Linked DNA regions of Mus musculus: all the other regions are linked to region 1. The links are chromatin contacts, called in public Hi-C and HiChIP or PLAC-seq maps. All regions are on one chromosome and are shown on one strand. The core of a region is the stretch at or near the end of the contact, and the rest is flanking DNA. Distances in the headings are between cores, read along the strand shown. Region 1 holds the start of Echdc3 (enoyl Coenzyme A hydratase domain containing 3). Region 2 overlaps Celf2 (CUGBP, Elav-like family member 2). Region 3 overlaps Celf2 (CUGBP, Elav-like family member 2).

The links. A called contact is a pair of places that touch in the nucleus more often than the background predicts. HiChIP or PLAC-seq counts read pairs in DNA pulled down with a chosen protein or histone mark.
Region 2: an HNF4G HiChIP or PLAC-seq map of pancreatic cancer cells shows a contact between it and region 1. The contact joins the enhancer-like site here to the promoter of Echdc3 in region 1. A contact is called at or near these places in 2 of 39 promoter capture datasets (frontonasal cranial neural crest and hippocampal neurons), 1 of 484 Hi-C or Micro-C datasets (embryonic stem cells), 1 of 115 datasets of contacts at active chromatin or transcription factors (pancreatic cancer cells) and 1 of 9 other capture datasets (embryonic stem cells).
Region 3: a Hi-C map of B cells shows a contact between it and region 1, with 2.5 times the contacts expected there. The contact joins the enhancer-like site here to the promoter of Echdc3 in region 1. A contact is called at or near these places in 5 of 39 promoter capture datasets (the C10 cell line, embryonic stem cells, hematopoietic stem and progenitor cells and 2 more), 3 of 484 Hi-C or Micro-C datasets (B cells, the C10 cell line and CD4 T cells) and 7 of 115 datasets of contacts at active chromatin or transcription factors (the 230-238 cell line, embryonic stem cells, large pre-B cells and 3 more).

The regions. Positions count from the first base shown.
Region 1 is chr2:6,211,299-6,214,529 of GRCm38.p6, forward strand. Echdc3 (enoyl Coenzyme A hydratase domain containing 3) reads right to left here and starts at 1,696. Exons shown (of 5, transcript NM_024208.4): 1 at 1,493-1,696. The coding sequence starts at 1,662. The region is part of intron 1 of A230108P19Rik (RIKEN cDNA A230108P19 gene); the gene reads left to right.
Region 2 is chr2:6,593,629-6,596,839 of GRCm38.p6, forward strand. The region is part of intron 8 of Celf2 (CUGBP, Elav-like family member 2); the gene reads right to left. Among named protein-coding and RNA genes, the nearest start is that of Gm52546, 120 kb to the left of the region's middle. Within about 2 kb of position 1,328, at least 94 of the 459 cell types and tissues checked have an H3K27ac peak or open chromatin away from gene starts, as enhancers often do. A contact at or near this core is called in hippocampal neurons and pancreatic cancer cells, where this site is marked.
Region 3 is chr2:6,709,259-6,712,594 of GRCm38.p6, forward strand. The region is part of intron 2 of Celf2 (CUGBP, Elav-like family member 2); the gene reads right to left. Among named protein-coding and RNA genes, the nearest start is that of Celf2, 170 kb to the right of the region's middle. Within about 2 kb of position 2,028, at least 100 of the 459 cell types and tissues checked have an H3K27ac peak or open chromatin away from gene starts, as enhancers often do. A contact at or near this core is called in the 230-238 cell line, B cells, hematopoietic stem and progenitor cells and 3 more, where this site is marked.

The sequences.
Region 1 (3,231 bases), core at 446-2,945:
ATACATGATTCCTATCATCTATAATCAACTGGTCTCATCACCCTTCTCTTCTGATTCCCGATTCATGTTTACTTCTGAAGGACTCAGTCTTCCATCTCTTGCCAGAATTTCTGAGCAGATATGAGCAGACTTTATTTGGTGGGGGAGGGGATGCAGCCCAGGCTAGTCTCGAACTTGCTATGTAGTCCTGGAGGGCTTTGAACTCAGGTTTGTCCTGCTTCAGCCTTCCGAGTGGTGTGATTACAAGCCTGTGCTACCACACCCAGCTTATGACTATAGTATTAGTATTAGAAGCTTCTCTTTAAAAATCATAAAGGGCCGGGCAATGGTGGCGCACGCCTTTAACCCCAGCACTTCAGAGGCAGGAGCAGGCAGATTTCTGAGTTCAAGGCTAGCCTGGTCTATAGAGAGAGTTCTAGGACAGCCAGGGCTACACAGAGAAACCCTGTCTCAAAAAAAAAAAAAAAATCAGAAAGGAAGGCTCTACATTTCAGAGCCCCCTAAGGCTCTCTTTGGGAGTGTTTCTATCTCTGTTGATGGCCAAGGAGTCCACAGGAAATGGGATTGCTCTTTAGTTACTGAGCCCCACCAATGCTTAGCCCCTGTGGTGGCCACCCATGGTTGTCTGTAGGGAGTTAGGGGACAGACAGAATATGGGCACCTTGGATGGGTATCCGCAGACCTGTGTGCTAAGCTCCTTAAAGGCTGTAGTAATAGAGAGGTCTGAGGGTGAAGGGGAGGTGTGGGGAGAGCCAAAGGCCAGAGGTTGGCTCTCCATTCTTTTGGAGGACCACATAAAAGTTTGGGTGAGGATTAAAAAGTGAAACATGATCTTCTAGGGTTAAGAAGAGCTATTTACTGGAGTAGGGGGCATATCACTTAAACAGCTCCACCTGTAGCTCTTAAACAAGGAAACGTAGCTCTTCACAGCCTTGTGCTGCCCAGGCCTGAAAAGGGTCTTCATTACATCCAGGTTGTGCACGGATTCAAACAAAACTTTAAGGCTTTTAGGTTTGTGGCACAAGGGGGCAGAGATCAGGGCATGTGCCCTGTATCCTTACTTATTGACCTCCCCCACCCTGCATTTCAGCATGCCCTTAACCCTGGAGCCTGCTGATTTTGTTTGTAAGGGCATGGATCTTTTGTGATAGGCTTTCTTGGAGGTCATGGCAACGGCTGTTGCGATAGATGTGTGCTCATGCCAGCAGAAATGTTCAGAAACGACTGGGCAACTGGGCACGGTAGCCGTGTTAGGGGGCCACCAGGAAGTTTTCACTTACAACCCTCACATGTGCCTCGTATTAGTGTGCACAGGGAAGGGACACCTGTAAACTCAGTATGCAAGGATTCCTCCACCAAAGATGTCATCTTTTCGAGATGAAATCGAAAAGAACAGTGACAAATAACTCAGGATTAGTGGCGGCAAGGCCTGTTGATCCCGAGTCCTGGCTCCCAACTCCAGGGAGAGCCCTGGCACTGCCTGCAGGCTGACCTGATTCCGTCCTGCTGTCGCGTGCTGGTGAGCCTTGGCTCTGACTCCGACCCCGCAGGTCCTGCTGACCCTGGGCTGCAGAAGCCGGCGGAGAGAGGGGCCCATGGGTTGCGCCTGAGCCAGCTGGGCCACTTCACCCCAAAGGCCCGAAGGCCTGCGACCACAGCCATTGCAGCCAAGAAAAGCAAGGTTGACTGTGCAAGCAGCCTAGGCCTCGGGTTTTTCCCTTTTAGACCTGGTCACTCAGAGCCCCGCCTTCAGGGCCCCACCCCCAAAGCCCTGCCCCGGTGTCCTTCTCCTGGAGCCACGCCCCCAAACCCGGGCTGCGAAACTAGTGGAGCGGGGCGGGTGGGGTGGAGGGGCTCGGGGCCCTGCCCTGGGTGTAGGTCACAGAATGAAACTCATTTGCCAGAGCCAGTGATTTGTTTGATTTAGTCAGGCTGTGAAGGAGTTTAAGGGAGGGGAGAACTGGGTTGGCTCGTTTCTTTGTGTAGCGACACCAGGAATGTGCCGGATGTTGTGAAATGAGTGTCATCCGGTGATGAGTGGCAGGAGCTATGTACCACATTGCTGCGCCCACGCCTCCCACAGGAAACTCTCCTATGCCTTGTGGGTGATCCTGGATCACAAGGAGTGTTTAGCCTACTATAACTTTGAATGTTTTGCATCTTCCCGTGCAGACGCGGGAGACCGGTATTTATAGCTTGGGCTTTCCACATTCGCCCAGGGGAAGCCTGGAATCCGTTTCAGGATCCCAGTGGCTAGATGAGAGGCATATCCTACAGTGAAAGGCTTTTAAGTAAATCCTTGCGGTGTGGTAATTCTTGCAAATGTGGGTATTTGTGGGAGACACAGAATAAATAATCTTAGCTCTTAAGATCTTGTTGCTTCTAGAGGGAGGTGCCATCCCAGGAGCCCGAACTCTTTCCCAATGGGTTCTGCAAGGATAACAGTATATACAAGATATACAGTATATACAATACATTCATTAAATCTCAGAAAGTAAAAAGATTTACAAGGGTGTCCTATAAGATGACCAACCTGCAAGGCATTGAAGGGGCATCAGGGATGCAGCCTCTGTGAGTCTTATGTGTGCTGCTGTGGGATTTTAATCCATGCAGCTGCCTTTGAGTCTTTTGTGCTCCTGCAAGTAGCTCCTCACCCCTACCTACAGAGGTAACCCCAGTAGACTTACCGGTTCCCTAAGCTAGCCTTGGGTAGAATCGTTTCTTTGCTCTGTGGATGTCATCCTAGAAAAAGTCACACAAGGGGCTTGTTTTTTCCTTTTGTTTTGAAACGGGGTTTCTCTATGTAGTCTTGGCTGTCCTGGAACTTGGGTAGCCTCAAACCCACAGAGATCCACTTGCCTCTGCCTCGTGAGTGCCGGGATTAAAAGCATATACCGTCACTGCCCACTGCGAAGCTGTCATCCTCAGCTTTATAACAGGACAAAACAGTGTATAAGGTGATATTTCAAAATATCATTGAAGACTCTCCCACTACCCTTCACCCCTCCATTTCCTTGACTGTTGTTCTATCTAAAAAGCTAGATTATTCTTTGTTTCTGTGAAGAAACCCAGAATCCAGAAGAATCCAGCTGGTTAGAGGGTTGCAATTCTTGACCTCTGGGTTTTTAAAGCTTGACTCGTAGGGATGGAAGGCTACAAAGCAAGCATAATAAATTAGACTTGCCTTGATAGAGCTGGCCTATGAGTTTTGAAATGATCTCCCTGACCTCG
Region 2 (3,211 bases), core at 78-2,577, 380 kb after region 1:
TGCCACAGCCCTGAGGCCTGAGAGAAGCTCCCTTCATCTTCCTGTGGCTGTGTTACCAGCTGAACAGGAGGATGCTTGGTAGGTGAGCACAGGGCACAGTGCCTTCTCCCTCGACCCAGTCTGACACAGGTCAGACGCCTCTTCTGGCCATCCCTCTCTGTGGCCGTCGCACATCAGTCTGCGGTCTAAAAGCTCCCGACATCTTGTATTCGGTTTATAACGGGTGTGATCCTAGGTGATTAGAAGGAGCTTGGGAAACTTACTGGGCATGGTACTTTTCAACCCTTCACTGACAACAGCACAGCCCTGGTGACAGGTCTGGGCTCTTTCTGCCACAAGCTGGTACCTGGCCAGGGCGTTCTCACTCAAAATGAGACACGTCGTCATTATGAGTCCTCTAGGGTCAGAGGTCGGAGAGAAGGTAAGGGTTCCATGTAAGGAAAGCAGGCGCTGCCCACCCTCACCAGACTCCCCGAGCAGAGATTAACTTAGCTTTACCTTAGCTGCCTTCAGCTGCTCCCACCCACAGGTGTTCTCTGGAACTGGAGGATCTCTCCTCCCTCTACTGACTCTGTCTGACTTTCCCTGGGCTCCACAGGCAGTCTTGGCTTCCAGTCATTTGGAATCCACACTTGTGGTTTCTTTCACTCCTTCCTGTGGTGAGGAGTGCTCCCTGCCTTTCCTTCTTTCTCAGCCCCTGCCTGCAGTAGGCTCTTCTCCCACCTCCACTCAGACTTTCTCTTTCGCCATGAAAGGGCACCAGACTGGAAGGCGCCTGTCATCCTTCTTAGAAGCTGGCTCCTGCTTGGCAAACAGCTTTTCTGAGAAGAAAAATGGCCACATTTAACTTGTGCTCAGCTGGGCACCTCTCAAACCCAGGGCAGAAAGGTAACTAAACATGCGAAACACTTAAGTTTTAGGAAACCTAAAAGTGAGTCACTATGATGACAACAAAAGAAAAAATGTGGGAGTAAGGAGATTTACGTTTTCAGTCATTACTTAAGAAGGAAAAAATCCTCCAAAATGAGAAAATTATGTACAAAACAGATGCACAAAATTCCTACTTGAAATTTAAGATTAAAAAAATTATTTATAAGGAGAAGGGCATCAAAATTTAATTTAATGTTCACCTTAGGTAATTTTGTGTCTTATTGTTCATAGCAATTACCATAAATCTGCATATCAATAAGTGAGAACAGATGTCAGTTGTTACAAGTGCTTGCCAATCAGGTCTGTTAAAAAGTGACAGATGGGTGGTTACAGAGCTCTCTCATAAGGCCTATTAGCACATTCACAGGAAGTGTCTGTGCTGTGGACTGCTGGAGACTCAGGGAAGAACGCAGGGCCTCTGTGGGCCATGAGCACACTTCATGCTGGGAGCTGCTCCAACTGGAGCTTCTCTGACTGCCCAGACACTGGTTTTGCAAACCCTCTTCTCTATTTGTGAAAGACACTCTCAGACAATCTTCTCAGAGACTGTTTTTAATTCACAAAAGAAGCATCTTGTTGTCTTAAGCAACTGTTTCAATTAATAATTTATTATTACTTTCAAAATTTGGAGCAGATATTTAGAAGGCAATTAGTCAACTTAACCAAATTCAAACTCCAGCAGTTGCACTATTCCTCAGTAGCTAATTCCTCTTCACCTACAGCTTCAGCTCCTAATGATTTCTTAGGAATGTTTGATTCTGGGGATAGGATGTAGTTCAGCTGGTAGAGTGCTTGTCTGTCCTAAGCAAAGCCCTGGGTTCTGCATCCAGCACCACAGAAACTGGTTGTGGTAGTACATACCTATAATCCTAGGATTTCAGAGGGTTGAAGCAGGAGGGCCACGAGTTCAAGGTCATTTTTGGTCAAATACTGAGTTGGAGGCTAGCCTGGGTAAGGCCCTGTCTTTTAAAATAAAAAAAAATGGCTGGAGAGATGGCTCAGTGGTTAAGAGCACAGGCTGCTCTTCCAGAGGACCTGGGTTCAATTCCCAGCACCCAGGTGGCAGTTCACAACAGTCTGTAACTCTAGTTCCAAGGGATCTGACACCCTCACATAGACACACATGCAGGCAAACCATCAATGGTCATAAAACAAAAACCCTTCTTGTTCTAGAAAATATTCTTGTTTGACATACGCAGTAAATTGGAAACACTTTCCAGAATGAAAGGAGGCAGTTTCTTGTTTTCTCTGAGCAGCTAGTTCTTTAGTAGCTGTGGGGCTCTACTTTCAGCTGGGATTTGTGATTTGCCATTAGGCCATCTGGGTAGGTACATCACTGGAGTTTGAGGTTATACAAACATACCTGACCTGGCTGGGTCACACTGCAGACAGAGCAGGTTTTGGACCAGGTTAACTGGGCTTGAAATACGGATCCATATCCAGCTCAGTGATTTGTATTAAGTTTGCTGGCCCTTCTCACCCCTTTTCAAATGGCATGCTAAAAGTCACATAATCATAAAGTGGTTTGGGGAGGTTTGTATCCTAATTCATACCAGTCCATTTAATGGTGCTGGCTGTGGTCTCAACATAACATTTAACCTTTTTTGATTGCAGCATACTAAAGAGGTGATTTTGCCTTTTATACTCTTGGAACTGTGATTTTCTAAGGATCTAAGTTAAATGCAAATGTGAAGTGTTCCTCTTTTCTCATTAAACAATCTTCTAAGGTGCTGCTACCGTAGCCATGCAGAAGTTAAAGACCAAAGGCTACCTGGTCCTTGTTCTTTCTCCTTCACCTCAGGTATGCACTCTTAGGAAGATGCAGATCCCACACTTGCCAAATCTCAAAAATTCATTGAACAAACACTAGAGGTGAGTAGAATATCAATATGCTGTGTTAAAAGTTTTAAAAGGGAAAGTCAAATCAATGAAAAGAAGGCTCTTTCCCCTCACCTTCACAGAAGCAGAGTGAGTACACATAAAGGAGTTTAGCTGATGAAGAGTTGATTCTAAATCCATTTCTGCTATAAAACTCCTTATTTAGTAAAGGTTCTGTTTATAGAAATAATAAAAAATTTGTAGTTTCAAGGGAAAATGGTTAAGACTTTTCGAAGAAAACATATGGCTGATGTATAGTTACAGTATAAAGTATATAGCTCATCATACTATATACACTGAAGACAGAAGCCAAATGCATCTGGTTTGGGGAAAGAGCTTGGTTATATGAAATCACCCTTCAGAATGAACATTGTAAGGCCATTAGGAGAGACATACCATACCA
Region 3 (3,336 bases), core at 778-3,277, 500 kb after region 1:
AGAATTTTCTTCCCCCAAAACGAGGTCTCTGAAAACAGTGTTGGTTCTGGGTAGGGAGAAGGGGCTAAGAAACAAACTAGCCTCTCAGTGAGATGACTTCTCATTACTGACATAGTTCTTAGAGATTCCTGCCACCCAAGTCAGTGAACCTCCTCTACTGCAGAGAACACAGATGTAAAACCAACTGCTGTCTTCAAAAGTAGACAATAGCTGGCAGCAAGAGAGGTGTGCAACAGCTAACCAAGTAACTGGCATAAGCAACGAAACGTGGTTCAGAAGGAACGTGTTGCTGAGAGTTCAGTTGTAATGTCAATTTTGAACAAACCATAAAGTCAGCATGTAAATGATAAAAATTTAAACCTGAAAATCCTCAGAAAATATTAAATAATATTAAACAGTCCAATATGTAGAGGGATGTAGCCTAAGATCTATGCTACTAACAGGATGCCCAAGGGAAACAGGGCTAAAATAAACGGGCATGCCATTATCTTAAAGGGGTCTGCCATCTTGAATGTCAAGAGCACTGGGATCAGGAATTTGGAACACTAACTTAAGCTTGGGATTTAATGAGCTCCTCCAGAGGCTCTGATTCCGAGTAACCAACCGTGTTGCCACCTTCTCAAGAGATCACTGACATATCCGACTATTCTCATCCCTTGACTCATTCTACCACAATCTTCTAAGTATTAAGAATACTTACCTCAACTGTGTCTATTTTCTAGGTACATAATTAAAACACTCAAGATTTTCCTACCCAAAAGATCCAGAATGAACATTTCATAGCTTATCCAGCTTACAAAGCCAGGTATTAGTCATTTTGCTTTCCTCTCACTGCTTTCTTCTACTCTTTCTCCTTTTTACTACTCCTTATCGAGTTCCTAATGTGTGCTAAGTTCTCCACTGAGCAATGATCTTGCAACATTCTATACTTTAGTCCTCAGAAGTCTTCCAGGGAGGATTTCACTTCCATTTGGGAAAAGGGGCAAAGAAAAAACACAATTTCAAATTATAATGAAGTTTAAAATAATAGATAAGAGTTTAACACACAAATATACATGCTCCCTCTGAGGATTAAGGGGACGGGTCAGCTTAATGTGAAGTAGTATCTATTAGGTAAGGGATGGCAGTTCTTTCTCAGCATCCAATGCTAAATACCATTACAGTAGAAAAGGACTTTGCACTGCTGAACTAATCAGGCTGCAATGAATACCTAAAAGTCCATGGTCACAATTCTTGTTATAAACTCAGTGTGTCACAAAACAAACTGAAAAGCCTTGAACATGAAGAAGGGATCTGTCAGGAAGGGACAGGCAGGGGACATAATAGTGGTCAAAATGCATTGTACATATGAGAAAGTGCCCCAAACAAAAAAGTAAGACCAAATTTGAAAAGGTGAGATTTGAAGGCCTGCATAGTTATTTTTCTCCCCTCCTGGAGAGAAAATAGAAGATGGAGACTTGCAAGACTCAGGAACATCACAAATGTAAAGGAAGGCTCCATTTCAAGGTTATATAGCCAATAACACTCTCCAAGGGGACAGGATAGGAGACCACTAAGTGGCAAGCTGGGCAGGAAGCTCCAGCGATACACCCTTCCTGCTGTCACCCATGCCGGGAGGACTTTTTTTCGATGCAGCTGCTCACAGTCACCCATGCTCCTAGAAGAAACCTTAACATAGATTGGGTGGAAGAATTTTGCCAGTCTGTTACCAGTGACCTATCTGGATAAACAGACGTTTGTTCATGTTTCCTCAGGGAAATAATGCAGCAGAAGGCCTGTTTGATGCATTGGGGCTGACTCATTATGCCAGTGTAAAAGCTGCACCAGGCCCCATCTCCTTGTATTAATTTGGAAAACCTTCAGAAAGACACTCTAGAAAGACTTTAACTGATCTTGTTCTAAATTCCACAGCGAGATGAAAGAAGGAACACTAAAAATGAAGAAAAAGAGGAAGGGGGCTATGTAGGTATGATACTGAAAAGGGAAACGCCACACTTCCTGTCACATGACCTCAGCTCCCTTACTCTTTCACTTTATCTCTATCACAGGAAAGGCACTGAACTCTGGAGCACATAAGCATAATATTTTCTGACCAGCAGGCCACCAAAAGATACTGACTGCCACATGAGTCTGGGCTACCTATTTCCCGTCCCATGATCCCTCAACCTTCAAATCATCATTATAGAGGGTTTTGCATCAGTTCTTTTAAGACAGATGGGCAAGGTCCACTCTTGAGAACAGCGGAGTTAGCTGCTGCACCCTTGCCTTCTTAACTTTTATTCGGTGCTCTATGTTTACCACTTCTATATACAAATTTGGCTTATACTCTGTACTTTACCTGATGTTCCAACATTTCAAGTATAAGCACCAGAATCCCATGGTTTAGTATTAATTCAAAGAGCTTATCTATACAGAGCCTCACTCCATACTTTAGGATCTTCAAAACTTCAATCAGAACCTTTTTTTTTTTTTTTATTTTTGGGAACACAGCCCCTCGTCTTAATTCCTTGCTGTGGGTTTTCCCTCTTTTCACCCTTCTGGCTTACTGCTCAGTCTTTTGAAGTTAACCTGCTAGACCTTTCCATGTTGTCCACCTTCCAGACTTCGTGATTCACGCTGCTCCTCTTTGGAATGCCTCCATCTACTTGATGTAACTTCAATAATACTTGCTAATACTGGCCATGGTGTCCTAGATAGCAGCAAAAAGGCTTTGCATGGTAAAAAGTTATTAAGCTACCTGCTCCATCCAGCTTGCTTCTGCTTCTGGAATCACTTGTAACACTGAGCAACTGGGGAGCAGTTTGGCTCATTATCTTGTCAGATACCTTTTTTCCTACACACCTCAATGCCTATAATACCCATATAACTTTCTATATGTCTATAAATATGATCTCCATTGAATTATAGTAGCATCTGTACTTTAAAACGAAGTTAAAATGGAGAGAGACGGTAAAAACCAGCTGTACTTTCTGGATCCTGTAGGAGACACATCTTGGTCGCTTGGCAGGCTGGGTTACAGAATCTGCTTCAGAAACCTAAGGTATAATTCACCTGACAATGCTTTATAATGCTGAGACTCCAGGAGAGCTGAGGGCGATCATCACAGAACATTCCATTGTAACCCTTTACTTCTGTCCTCTGATTCCAGCTTATGATTTTTAATAGGAATAGAGAAATCATGTTCCTTTATTCTTCAACATAATCACTGCCTGAAGTTTATATTATGAGTTTCTCTAATTTGTGTTCATGCCAGAGTGTGAATAGTGGATTAGTAGAAACTTCTCTGAGTCATTTACAAATAGAGTGAAAAAATACTGATCTTAGCTATCAACTTCT